Linked DNA regions of Sus scrofa: region 2 is linked to region 1. Evidence: chromatin contacts called from public Hi-C data. All regions are on one chromosome and are shown on one strand. The core of a region is the stretch at or near the end of the contact, and the rest is flanking DNA. Distances in the headings are between cores, read along the strand shown.

Region 1 (5,348 bases), core at 1,005-3,504:
GGAAGTTGAGCATATGCTTAAAAAGTCCCTCTCTTAAGGTCTGCTTCTACTCATGGTTTCCCTTTCAATGCCCAGAAGATAGACTCTTACGACTAATTTCCTTGTATTGGATTCCTGCCTCCAGACATTATATAATTTAGATAGGGTCCAATGAAAGTATTTTCTTACAATTATTTAAAGTGACACATTTAATCATTAAACTTTTGTCTTTTTGGGAGTTCCTGTTGTGGCACAGTGGAACCGAATCCGACTAGGAACCGTGAGGTTTCAGGTTTGATCCTTGGTGTTGCTCAGTGGGTTAAGGATCCAGCGTTGCTGTGAGCTGTGTAGTGTAGGTGGCAGACGTGGCTTGGATCCCGTGTTGCTGTGGCTCTGGCAAAAGGCCGGCGGCTACAGCTCCGATTAGACCCCTAGCCTGGGAATCTCCATATGCCTTGGGTGTGGCCCCAGAAAAGGGAAAAAGACAAAAAAAATAATAAATAAATAAAAATAAAAAGCATCTTTAATCTCGAGCATGTTTGTTGGGTTTTTTTTGTTTGTTTGTTTTTTGCTTTTTGGGCCACATCTGCAGCATATGGAAGTTCCCAGGCTAGGAGTTGAATTGGAGCTAGAGCTGCCAGCCTATACCACAGCCAGAGCATCTTGGGACCCTGCCACTTCTGCAACCTACACCACAGCTCACAGTAATGCTGGATCCTTAACCCACTGAGAGAGGCCAGGGATCAAACACGTGTCCTCATGGATACTAGTGGGATTCATTACATTGAGCCACAATGGGAACTCCCAAGCAAGTTTTATTTTAATTTAAAAACAATCCTTGGAGTTCCTGTTGTGGCTCAGTGGCTAACGAATCAGACTAGGAACCATGAGGTTGCAGGTTCGATCCCTGGCCTTGCTCAGTGGGTTAAGGATCCGGTGTTGCCCTGAGCTGTGGCGTAGGTTGCAGACGAGACTTGGATCCCGAGTTGCTGTGGCTCTGGCATAGGCTGGAGGCTACAGCTCCAATTCGACCCCTAGCCTGGGAACCTCCATATGCCTTGGGTGCGGCCCTGGAAAAGATGAAAAGACACACAAAAAATAAAAATAAAAACAATTCTTGATAGGCCATTAGAAGTTCATTTACAACTCAAGATGAATTATTAAGGAAATAAGAGGTTTTAAGTGATTTTGTAGAAAAAGAACTAAGAAATAGAACTACAGAATTTCTACTTCCCACTCTTACTACTAACCAATCAGGTAGTCTGTGCTTTAAATTGGAAAGAACTTTTTAAAACCCAGGATCACTTTTCAGTGAGAGTTTCAGAAAGGATTATACCAAGTTGGCAAGAAGTAGCTGATGTTATCTTTCCTGTCTACCATTAAAACAATTCCTTTGTAGGATATTCGAACCCTTGGCATATCTCTCATGATCTCAGTTTCAGCAGAGAACTGGCTTTCTCTGGGTGTTAAAACACTGAATGGAGGATCTATAGTTCAATTTTATCAGTAAAGGATGGGCTCCAAAATGGTCAGGAAACCGGATATATCGATATTGACAAGAGACATGGGGATTTCAAATATATCTTGGCCAAGAACTTAAGAGCCTCAAATCATCTAGGCTACAGACGTGCTAAGTGTTTTGTGAGAATAACAAACCTGCATAGACCAAAAAGGTGATGAGTGCTGACAGCAGGTGGATACGAAGCTGAGTTCGGACCTCCTGGAAGTGCAGCAAAGCGCTGTGGAAGATAAAGGAGCAGATGGCCTCTATGATGACCGCTTTGGGCAAGTCCACTTGGATGGGATTCCTGCAAGCGAAGCTCCTGTCCCTGACGTGATACTTGGTCAGCTCCAGACTCCACAAGGCACCCACGCAGTACCTGCTGCACAGGGCGCCCATCAGTTGAGCCAACAGCCTCATTCCACCTATCTCAGCGGACATCCCCCCCAGCATCATTTGCATCATCACTCCGCACGGATTGCTGGAGGTTCCCACCAGAGTCAGGCCATGCACCAAGGAGAAGAAGTAGATTAGTGTCAGCGGCCAGGTGGGGTGCCGGGGTTCCTGCTCGCTCAGCAGTTGCAGTTCATGGGTGCAGAAGCAGAGCTGGAAGGTAGCCAGAAACTCCAAGACGAAAGCGTGGGCCATGGGCCTGTTCAGCTGCTGCCGGGTGACCACGCGGGCCAGCCCCGTGAACAGCACGATCGACAGCATCAGCCCCAGCGAGGTGCAGGTGTCCTGCATCTCGGGCCAGAGCCCCTGTAGCGCGGTCATGGCTGGCTCCCCGCCGGACCCGGCTGCCTGCTCTCGGCTCGGCAGGAGGCGGTCTCTGGGCCGGAGGCCGAAGTCCTCAGCCCCGCCCCCCTTCACGCCCCTCGGGGCGGGCCGACCGCGGACTAGCGGGAGGCCCCAGGGGCGTCGGGCTGGAGGCCTCCCCCCCCTCCCCGGCTCTGTGCTGGGGTGTTGTTACCAGAGCCGGGGAGGAGGGGAGGCGAGGAAAGCTCTGCGACGGCTCTAGAGGAGGGGGCCAACGGTCAGCCGGAGCCGGACACGCACATACCCTCGCTTCCCTCACGGACTGGAAGCAGGCGCGGGTGGGGCAGGGAGCGGAGGGACGGCGCGCGCCCGGGGCCACTGCGCATGCGCGCGGCAGCCCGGCGCCCAGGCGCAGAGGTTTGCCTGGGGACAGACCCGCGAAGACGCCGGTCTCCCTGTGCCCCAGCGCAGAGCCGGCAGGCTCGAGTCCGCTGCGCTTCAGCAGGTGCTTTGAAGAACGAACCTTGAGGGTTTTGCTTCCCTGCCCTCAAACTGTAAAACGGTCAAGCTGGAAAGACCCCTAAAGATCATTTCGGCCAGCCACCTCGTTTTTAATTTATGGGGCAACTGAGAAGACGGGAAGTGACGGAGGTGCAGCGGCAAAGCCAGGGTGGGGGAGGGGTGGAGCAGGCCGGGGTGGGGGGGCTTTAGCGAGAGTAGACTTGAGAGCGCTTGTGTGAAGCGCCTGCAGCTGGTCTCCTGAGCCTTAGTTTACTTCGCCTGCCTGTAACGTTTAATCGAATAGATTAGGGTTGCATGACCCGCCTGCCTCATCGATTTGTTTTAAAGAGCATGAAAGGCTCATTGCACAGAGACTAGCAGACAGGAAGTGCTGGGTAAGTGCTAGCTTCGAGTCCAAAGGGCAGGTCGTGCCACCCCTCCCAACAGCCCGCCCATCTGGGGTGGCCCATTGTCTGTGCAGCTGGGAGGGAAGGCTTGAGATTCCTCACTCCTCACTCCTAGGAGTTGCTTTGTGTTAATGGGGTAGGGGTTGTGGTTTAGTGAGAGAGTTGCCAGTGCCGAACAGAAATGCAGAGGCAGTTTGGGGTGAAGGAGAAAAAAAAATACCTTTGTTGCTTTGCCAGGCAAGGGAGGCCACAGCAGACTAATGCCCTAAAAACTGTGCCCTCCCTTGGGAGAGATTAGGAAGTGGTTTTGTAATTTGGGAGCTGAAAACAGGGCCACAGATGAGGATCAGTCTAGATGCAAGCTTTCCTTCTCCATGAGAGTTGGTGTTTGGTGGCCCCAGGACTGCCTCTGGTGGTTCTCCATCCCTGGTTTTTGTTGGGAGTTTTAGTTCTGCAGAAGGGTTCAAAGATATTGTTGTGTATATTCCTAGAAGAGGAACTGGGACCTTGCCCCAAGGCTGCACTGTTGTTTCTAGGCTGTTCCTCCCTGGTGGCTGCATCCCCTTCTTTCCCTGATTAGCAACTGTCTGAGCTTGCCCTATGGAACTCAGGGAAGGTCATGGAGGCTGAAGCTTATCCCCTAAAATCAAGAATTGGGGGTACAGAAAGGCCTATACCCGGGAGCCCCACAGGGCCCTACCTGGTTTCAGGGAGTCAGGAGTCCAAATGCCACAGTATTCTCCAGCCTCAGTCCTGCCTCTGCCAGGCTCTGTTGACCACAAGTCCACATTTCTTAGGGCTGGATGGACAGAAAAGAGGAACAAAAATGAGCGGAACAATTAGCCTGAACTTCAGGTGACAGAGAACTTGGAAGGTGTTTTTGCTGATTCTCAGCTTTCCTCCACAATGTCAGTTTGTCCTTTCATAATTAATGAAAGTTCTCTTTAAAATGTCCAAGTTTTCTGTAGTGCCAATAGACATTCTCTGAATTAAAAAAAAATTCTTTCAGAAACCACACAAAATATATAGAGAGATGAAATCCTTCCCTTTTTTTCTGTGTTGGTGCCTCTCTGGGAAAGAATTTAGAGTACATTGAAACTATGTCTTGAGATGTCCCCTGTGGCTTAGCAGGTTAAAGATCCAAGGCTGTCACAACAGTGGCTGGGGTTGCTTCTGTGGTGAGGATTGGATTCCTGGCTTGGAAACTTCCAGATGCTGTGGGTGGGGCCAAAACAAAATTATATTTTGATCTGGCTGCTATTGCAGGTGGTTGCTTTTAAATCAGTCCTCTGAGTGTATGTAACCCATTCTTGGCTCCCCTTTACTAGAAGTCTCTTGAAGATTAGTGTGAATATGTTTTGTTGACTACTTTGCTGACAATTTTACTAGCAAGAGCCATGTAGAAAACTAGTCTTGGGAGCTTTGATTAGAAATTTCAATAACATTATACTATACATTGTCATTAAGTGAACTTTGGGCATGGTTTCAGTTAAAGAACAAGACCAAAATAAGCCAAATTATTACTTGTGATTGGGTATTTCACATAACATAGATTAATCTCTTTTGAGAAACAAGAAATCTCCAATTAATTCACCCTATTTCCTTCAGCAAAAGTATTTGTTCATATGGGTGACAGAGCTGCATCTTGCAAACCCAGATCTCAAAATTCCAATCCCAGAGTTCCTGTCATGGTGCACCAGAAACGAATCCGACTAGGAGCCATGAGGTTGCAGTTTCGATCCCTGGCCTTGCTCAGTGGGTTAAGGATCTGGCGTTGCCATGTGGTGTAGGTCACAGATGCAGCTCGGCTCCTGCGTTGCTGTGGCTGTGGCATAGGCCAGCGGCTACAGCTCTGATTAGACACCTGGTCTGGGAACCTCCATATGCCGCAGGTGCTGCCTCAAAAAGACAAAAACAAAACAAAATCAAAATTCCAGTCGCAAGACCAATGTCTTCTTGAGGAAGAACAATTCTTAGTTAGGTTGGGAAAATTAGAAGAGTCTGGCTTTTCCTGCAACTTTGACCCCATTTTAACCACTTTGCTTCTAGATATCCCAGAGATAGCCTATTTCTGACAAGCAGGAAGTACGTAATACTAGGTTTGGTAAAAACACTGGGTTTAGCGTTTGGAAATGAAAGTTTGCATCTTACTCTGCACAAACTGTGAGACTTTGAGGAAATCATTAAATCATTAAACTTCTCTG
Region 2 (5,348 bases), core at 1,610-4,109, 520 kb before region 1:
GCAGTAGCCTCTTAACCAATCTCCTCTTTCCCTTCCTCAATCCATCTTCCACTAGAGGCACATGTTCTGCAGGAGCACAGAGTCCAGGCTTCGAATCTAGTCCAGCTACTACCCCCCACCATGTCCACAGCCATCAAGGCTGGTGCTTTTCCACTCTCAGGGCCTCTGATCCTCAGAACGGGAAATGACCACCTTAGCCTTTCCCAGCCGGGGTGGCCGCTCCTGCTCACGTCATTGGCTTGTATCTCTCACTGCTGACATGACAGCCTGGGAGTGCCAGCAATACCCAGCCCACTCCAGGGCACACAGCAAACACACAAGAAAATCATGAGCCCTCCCTGGAAGGCCCAGATCCCTTTATCTGTCCCTCTGTCAATTGTGTACTGACAAGTCTCTGTTCCTGCACAGTAGAGCCCGACTAATCTTCAATCTCCATCACCCTCAAAGCACCGTGTGTATGTGTGTGTGTGTGTGTGTGTGTTTACAACTCCAGTGCCCTGCCTTACCCCCCCACACCCATCCCCTGGCCAGGCACCAGCTCATCCTATCCCCTGCCTGGTCTCTCCAACCCACCCCGCAAATATCATCAGGTTAACCTCAGACAGTAAACTCCATCTGGCCATGCCCCTCCTCAGGACCCTCAAGGCTCCCCAGCCCCTGCAGGATAAAGTCCAAACTCCCGAGCCTGACATTCAAGTCCTTTCTGTGACATTAAGCTAATGTGGGGCAGGGTTGGAGATAAACTTGACAAACTCCATTTGGCAGTGAATCTATAGGAATTTGGGCAGTGGGCTTTTTCCTGCTTGATGCCTTTGGGGACGCCTTCTCTGTGGGAAATGGCTTCTCCCTTTTCTCTCCTGATAAATTCTGACTCATCCTTCAATGCCCAGGTCACATGCCCCCTCCTCTGGGAAGCCTTTCCAAATCCCTCTGCAACTCAAGTCTCTGGGCTCTGGTCTCCCAAGGTCCTCTTCACTTCTCTCATCCCTTGGCAGCATAACCAGATTGACTCTATGTCCATCTCCTCCACCAGGACAGGCTCTCCTTTGGTAGGAAGTAGGCCCAATCCCCTATCTATGCCCACTGCCCAGCACAAGACCAGGCACAGAGAGGAAGTAGTGCCGAGTAACAGAGAGATATGTGACAGCAAGATAAGATAAAACTAAGCATATGATCAGAAAAGCATCTTCCAAGGACCTGCCTAACCCTTGGTCCCGTCAGTGCCCCCTCAACCGCCCAGGTCTGGTCTTGCCTTTCTATAACCCTGAGAGTCTCAAACATCAACCAAGAAAGCCCCTACACAGGTCACTGGACAGGCCTGAGGGAGGAGTTACCCATTCGAGAAATGGCACAAACAACCAAAGCTGAAGAAAAAAGACAACAAAAAACAAAACAAAACAACCAGTTCCTGGTTAACCCTCAGGTCAAAAGCTCACAGGATTTCAGGGGACAGGGCAGGGGGCTTCAAGTTCTCGCTCGACCTCTCCATACCCCAGAGCACAGCAGCCCCTCCAAACCCCAGCGTTGAGGAGCCCATTCCCTTTCCTCCCCGAGGCTCACACCCAGGCTCCCTCCTCTCACTCCCATGGGTGCCAGAGCCCCCTTGGGTCGGGGTGAAGGGACCAGGCTGTCCCTTTCCCTGGGCCCCCAGGTCTCTGGATAGCAGCATCTCTCTCTGTATTTTCTAACTGAACCTCTAGCCAAGGCAGGCCCTGGGAAGGATCCTCTTGCCCTACTACCCGGAGGCCCTGAGATAAAAAGGGGTGGGGGGCTCACTAGTGAAAAAGTAACTGGTCTTTTACCGAAAGAGAACAGAGGAGAGAGAAGGGAAGAAGGTGGGAGCACATACTCCCTCTGGGGGCCTCCCCTCACATACCTCTGATGGCCGCATCCCCACCCCCACCCCAGGCTTTCTGGAAGAGCGAGCACCGGTTTGACAACCAGGGTCTTCTGTTCGCGAGGGTTATTATAGGGGGCTGCACCGGAGCGGAGGATGCTGAGAATAGCAGAAACCCATTCTAAGTGGAGGCGGCCTCTTGGATCCCCCAGTTTGTACCCCAGCTCGGCCCCACCCCTTCCTCCAGTTACACCAGTGCACTAGCTTCTAGCCCAGGCTGGGGCTGCGGACCCCCTGAAAGGCGGGAGTAGCTTCAAGATACCGGGCGCGGGTACCCTCAGCCCTGAGAGGGGCGGGGGCGAGGGCAGGATCACCTATATGCACAATAGATAAAGAACGAGCTTGAAGCCCAGAGAGGGGCAGCCACTTGCCCAAGGTCACACAGCCAGGCCCAGGATGCACCCAGATCTCCCACCTCCCAGCACCCTACTAGGAATTCAAGAGCCCTAGGCGCGTATCCCGGCTCTTGAACCATTAGGGTGCAGACACTCCCTCCCCCCAACCCGCAAACATGCCTGAGCCCACTTACCTCTGGGACCCCAGTGGTCCCTGCCTCAGAGCCGGCTCCCGGGCGGGGCGCTCAGGCCAGGCTGGACCAGCCTGGGCCAGGCTAGGTCAGGGCGGGTCCTTTGCTTCCCCCGGAGTGGGGACGCCCTCTGCCAGGTTCCAGCTGGCAAAGATGCTGCTTCCACTGCAAAGCCCAGCCTCTCCACCCAGCTCTGCACAAGCCAGTCCCACGGCAGCTCGACTCAACCGCGCGGCCGCGGGGCTGCAAGGCTGCGGGGCGAAGTGGGGGGAGGGGCGAGGTGCGGGAAACGGGGCGGAGCCGGAGCGGGGACCACCCCGCGAACCGCCACTCAAGCCGCGTCCCCTTTAAGGCCAGCCGGCCTGAGCGCTGGCGGGGGCGGGGCGGGAGCTGGACGCCTAACTGCAATGTTTCCTGGGAGATGGAGTTCACTCTTGCGTGGCGGAACCGCAAAAGAGCCCATGGAGAACTACAAGTTCCGGATCGCAGCGCGCGGGTCCAGGGGCCGACACGCCCCTGGGCTGGGCTCCAGCCCTCCACCCTCCTCGCAAAGCTGCGCTGGCCGCCCGCGGAGGGGAGGTTGCAGAGCGAGGGCAGGAGGTGGGTGCGGCGTGGTCGGAGGTTCGGGGCGCAGGGATAGCCGGTGAGGGGACGCGGGCCCACCTGGGCACTTGTCCTACCATGAGAGGTCATCTAGCTTACCCTGGCCTCGCCATTCTCATCTGTCCAATGGGAATAGCAACACCTGTGACTGCGCGGGGGGAGGGGGGAGCGTTTTTGGGAAAGAGGGGGCGGAGCTGGTGGAAGGGGCCTGGATGGATGGATGGATAGATGATGTTAGGAAAAGCCCGGATCGAGAGGGCTAAGACTGTGGGAGGAGCATAGTGGGTGGGGCAAGGAGGGGCGGAGTGTCTAGGTAAGTAGGGGAACTTGCGCGAGACGGGAGAAAGGGGCTGCGGAGCTGGGGAGTGGGTGTTGAGAAAGCGACGAGGCCAGTGTGGGTTGGATTGGGTGGAGTGGGCCGAAGAGCATTGGGAGGGAGGGGCGGGGATGTAAAGATGAAAAGGATCCCTCCCAGCTCTTGTCAGCAGCGCTGAAACGGTTTGGGCAAGAGGGTGCCCAAATGGGTAAATGCCTGTGGATGCACGGAAAACCTTCTTTACCCATGACTAGAAATAAAAAGCTCATTCATCCCTTGTACTCAGTGCGTCACACTTACGATCTCATTCAGTTCACACCCTGTAAAGGTGTCACCATACCTGTTTACAGATGAGGAACATGCTCAGAGAAGTGAACTTGCCCCAAACCACCCAAGACTCCTTACTCCAAAGACCTTTTTTTCACTGCAGTGCAGCGAGGTAGGGGTTTAATCTGTAGTGAAAGCCAAGGAACAGACAGAAGTGTCAGCATCCTGCCCTCAGCAAGCTGTGTAACAGGACTGGCTTCCTCAGCCTTTCAGAATACCAACCTGGAAGGCAACCCTCCTGTGGTTATTGTGAAGGTGAGATGAGATGGATTTGAAAATCATTTGTTTATAAATTATTATTGTGAGGAGCAGGAAGAGCATAAGGAAGAGAGTGTTTGAAATGAGGTTCTTGTGCTTGAGGAAAACCCCAAGATGAAGCCTGAGAGTGAGGCAAGAGGATGAAGGAAAATTCTGGAAGAGAATGGGGAATGGTGACGAATGGGAGTCTACCCCAGAAGAGGGAGTACTTTGCTGTGCAAGCCAGGTCAAGTGGCTTCTCTGCTCCAGCCCACTTTTGCCTGCTGGACAACTCCTCAAGGAGGAGCCTGGGAAGCACCTTTTCTCTCTGGGGTGTAGGGGTAATAGAGCAGCTTGTGAGCTTCTTATATGAACTGGGCAAAAAAGGCTAAAAACTGTTGGCTAGAGAGGGAGGCCAGCAAGGAGAGGTGAAGGACAGTGCCCCCCACATAGTTCCCAGGACTGAGAGCCAGTCTTAATCCTGGTGGGCTGAGTAAGGCGGGAAGGTTGGTCCAGTTTATTGGGAGATGAATTTCTCACTCTGAGCATTGTCACTTATTTACTTCCAGGTAGTTACCTGAACCTTGCCCTGTGCCTCAGATTCCAAACTGAAAATCCAGGAGACTGTTTCAAAATTAAAAGTTTTAAAAATTCAGGAGAGGGTGATACACCTCCCTATTAGTAGATGACAGTTTGGCACTAGGAAAATGGATCTGACTGTATGGGGAAGAAATTTCTTCTCATTCCCTTACTCTGCCTGCTTCTGACGATACAGATGGGAGATCCCAGCCCTAACGAGGTGTCCACTACCCATCTACTTAAGGAAAGTGAGCCTTGTTAAGGGGTGAGAATAAAATGCTCTGGGGGTGCAGAGAAGAAAGGAAGGGCTTGCAGCTGAGGGGCCTGGCAGATGAATGGGATTTTCCTCAGCGCAGCCAGAGGGATGGCAGAGGGCAAACTGCAGAGATAGGAGAGGGTCTGGTGTGGTTGGTCTGTAAAGTAGGGGTCATAGCACTACTTCATCCAGGAGATTAACAGGCGTAAAGTGCCCAGCACAATAGTAACTGCTCAATAAATGTCAGCCTTTATTATTCCTGCTTTTGTTGTCGTTATGATTGCCATCATTTGCCCAAGAACAGGCCTAGGGCCACACAGCTAATAAAGCGTCCGAGCCCCAGTCAAGTACAGGCCGAGGGGAGGCCAGAGCCCATCCATGCACTTTCCTCTCCCCCATAAAGCCCCACCAGTTCTTTCTGCCCATGTACCTCTGGGAGACCCAGAAGTGGCCCCTCTCTGTGACCATTCTTGGTGAGCCACGGAAGCAGCTTCTTTGCTCCCATAGTAGCAGAGGCTCTGGGTTCAAGACCTGAACAGCCTTTTCCCAGCCTGGATCCTGGCATGAAGACAGGCAGGCCTAGTTGTGGTTTCTGCAGGTGGTAGGT

Evidence for each region. Hi-C and Micro-C count contacts between places; a contact is called where the count stands out from the background.
Region 2: a Hi-C map of liver shows a contact between it and region 1, with 5 times the contacts expected there. The contact joins the promoter of KCTD21 here to the promoter of AQP11 in region 1. A contact is called at or near these places in 1 of 5 promoter capture datasets (liver) and 1 of 47 Hi-C or Micro-C datasets (liver).

Annotation. Positions count from the first base shown.
Region 1 is chr9:12,062,456-12,067,803 of Sscrofa11.1, reverse strand. It overlaps AQP11 (aquaporin 11), which reads right to left and starts at 2,254. Exons shown (of 3, transcript NM_001112682.1): 1 at 1,636-2,254. The coding sequence starts at 2,254. It overlaps LOC106504821 (a long non-coding RNA gene), which reads left to right and starts at 2,917. Exons shown (of 6, transcript XR_002335548.1): 1 at 2,917-3,132.
Region 2 is chr9:12,583,368-12,588,715 of Sscrofa11.1, reverse strand. It overlaps KCTD21 (BTB/POZ domain-containing protein KCTD21), which reads left to right and starts at 2,859. Exons shown (of 2, transcript XM_021062565.1): 1 at 2,859-3,023. It overlaps USP35 (ubiquitin carboxyl-terminal hydrolase 35), which reads right to left and starts at 2,688. Exons shown (of 13, transcript XM_013979184.2): 1 at 2,427-2,688.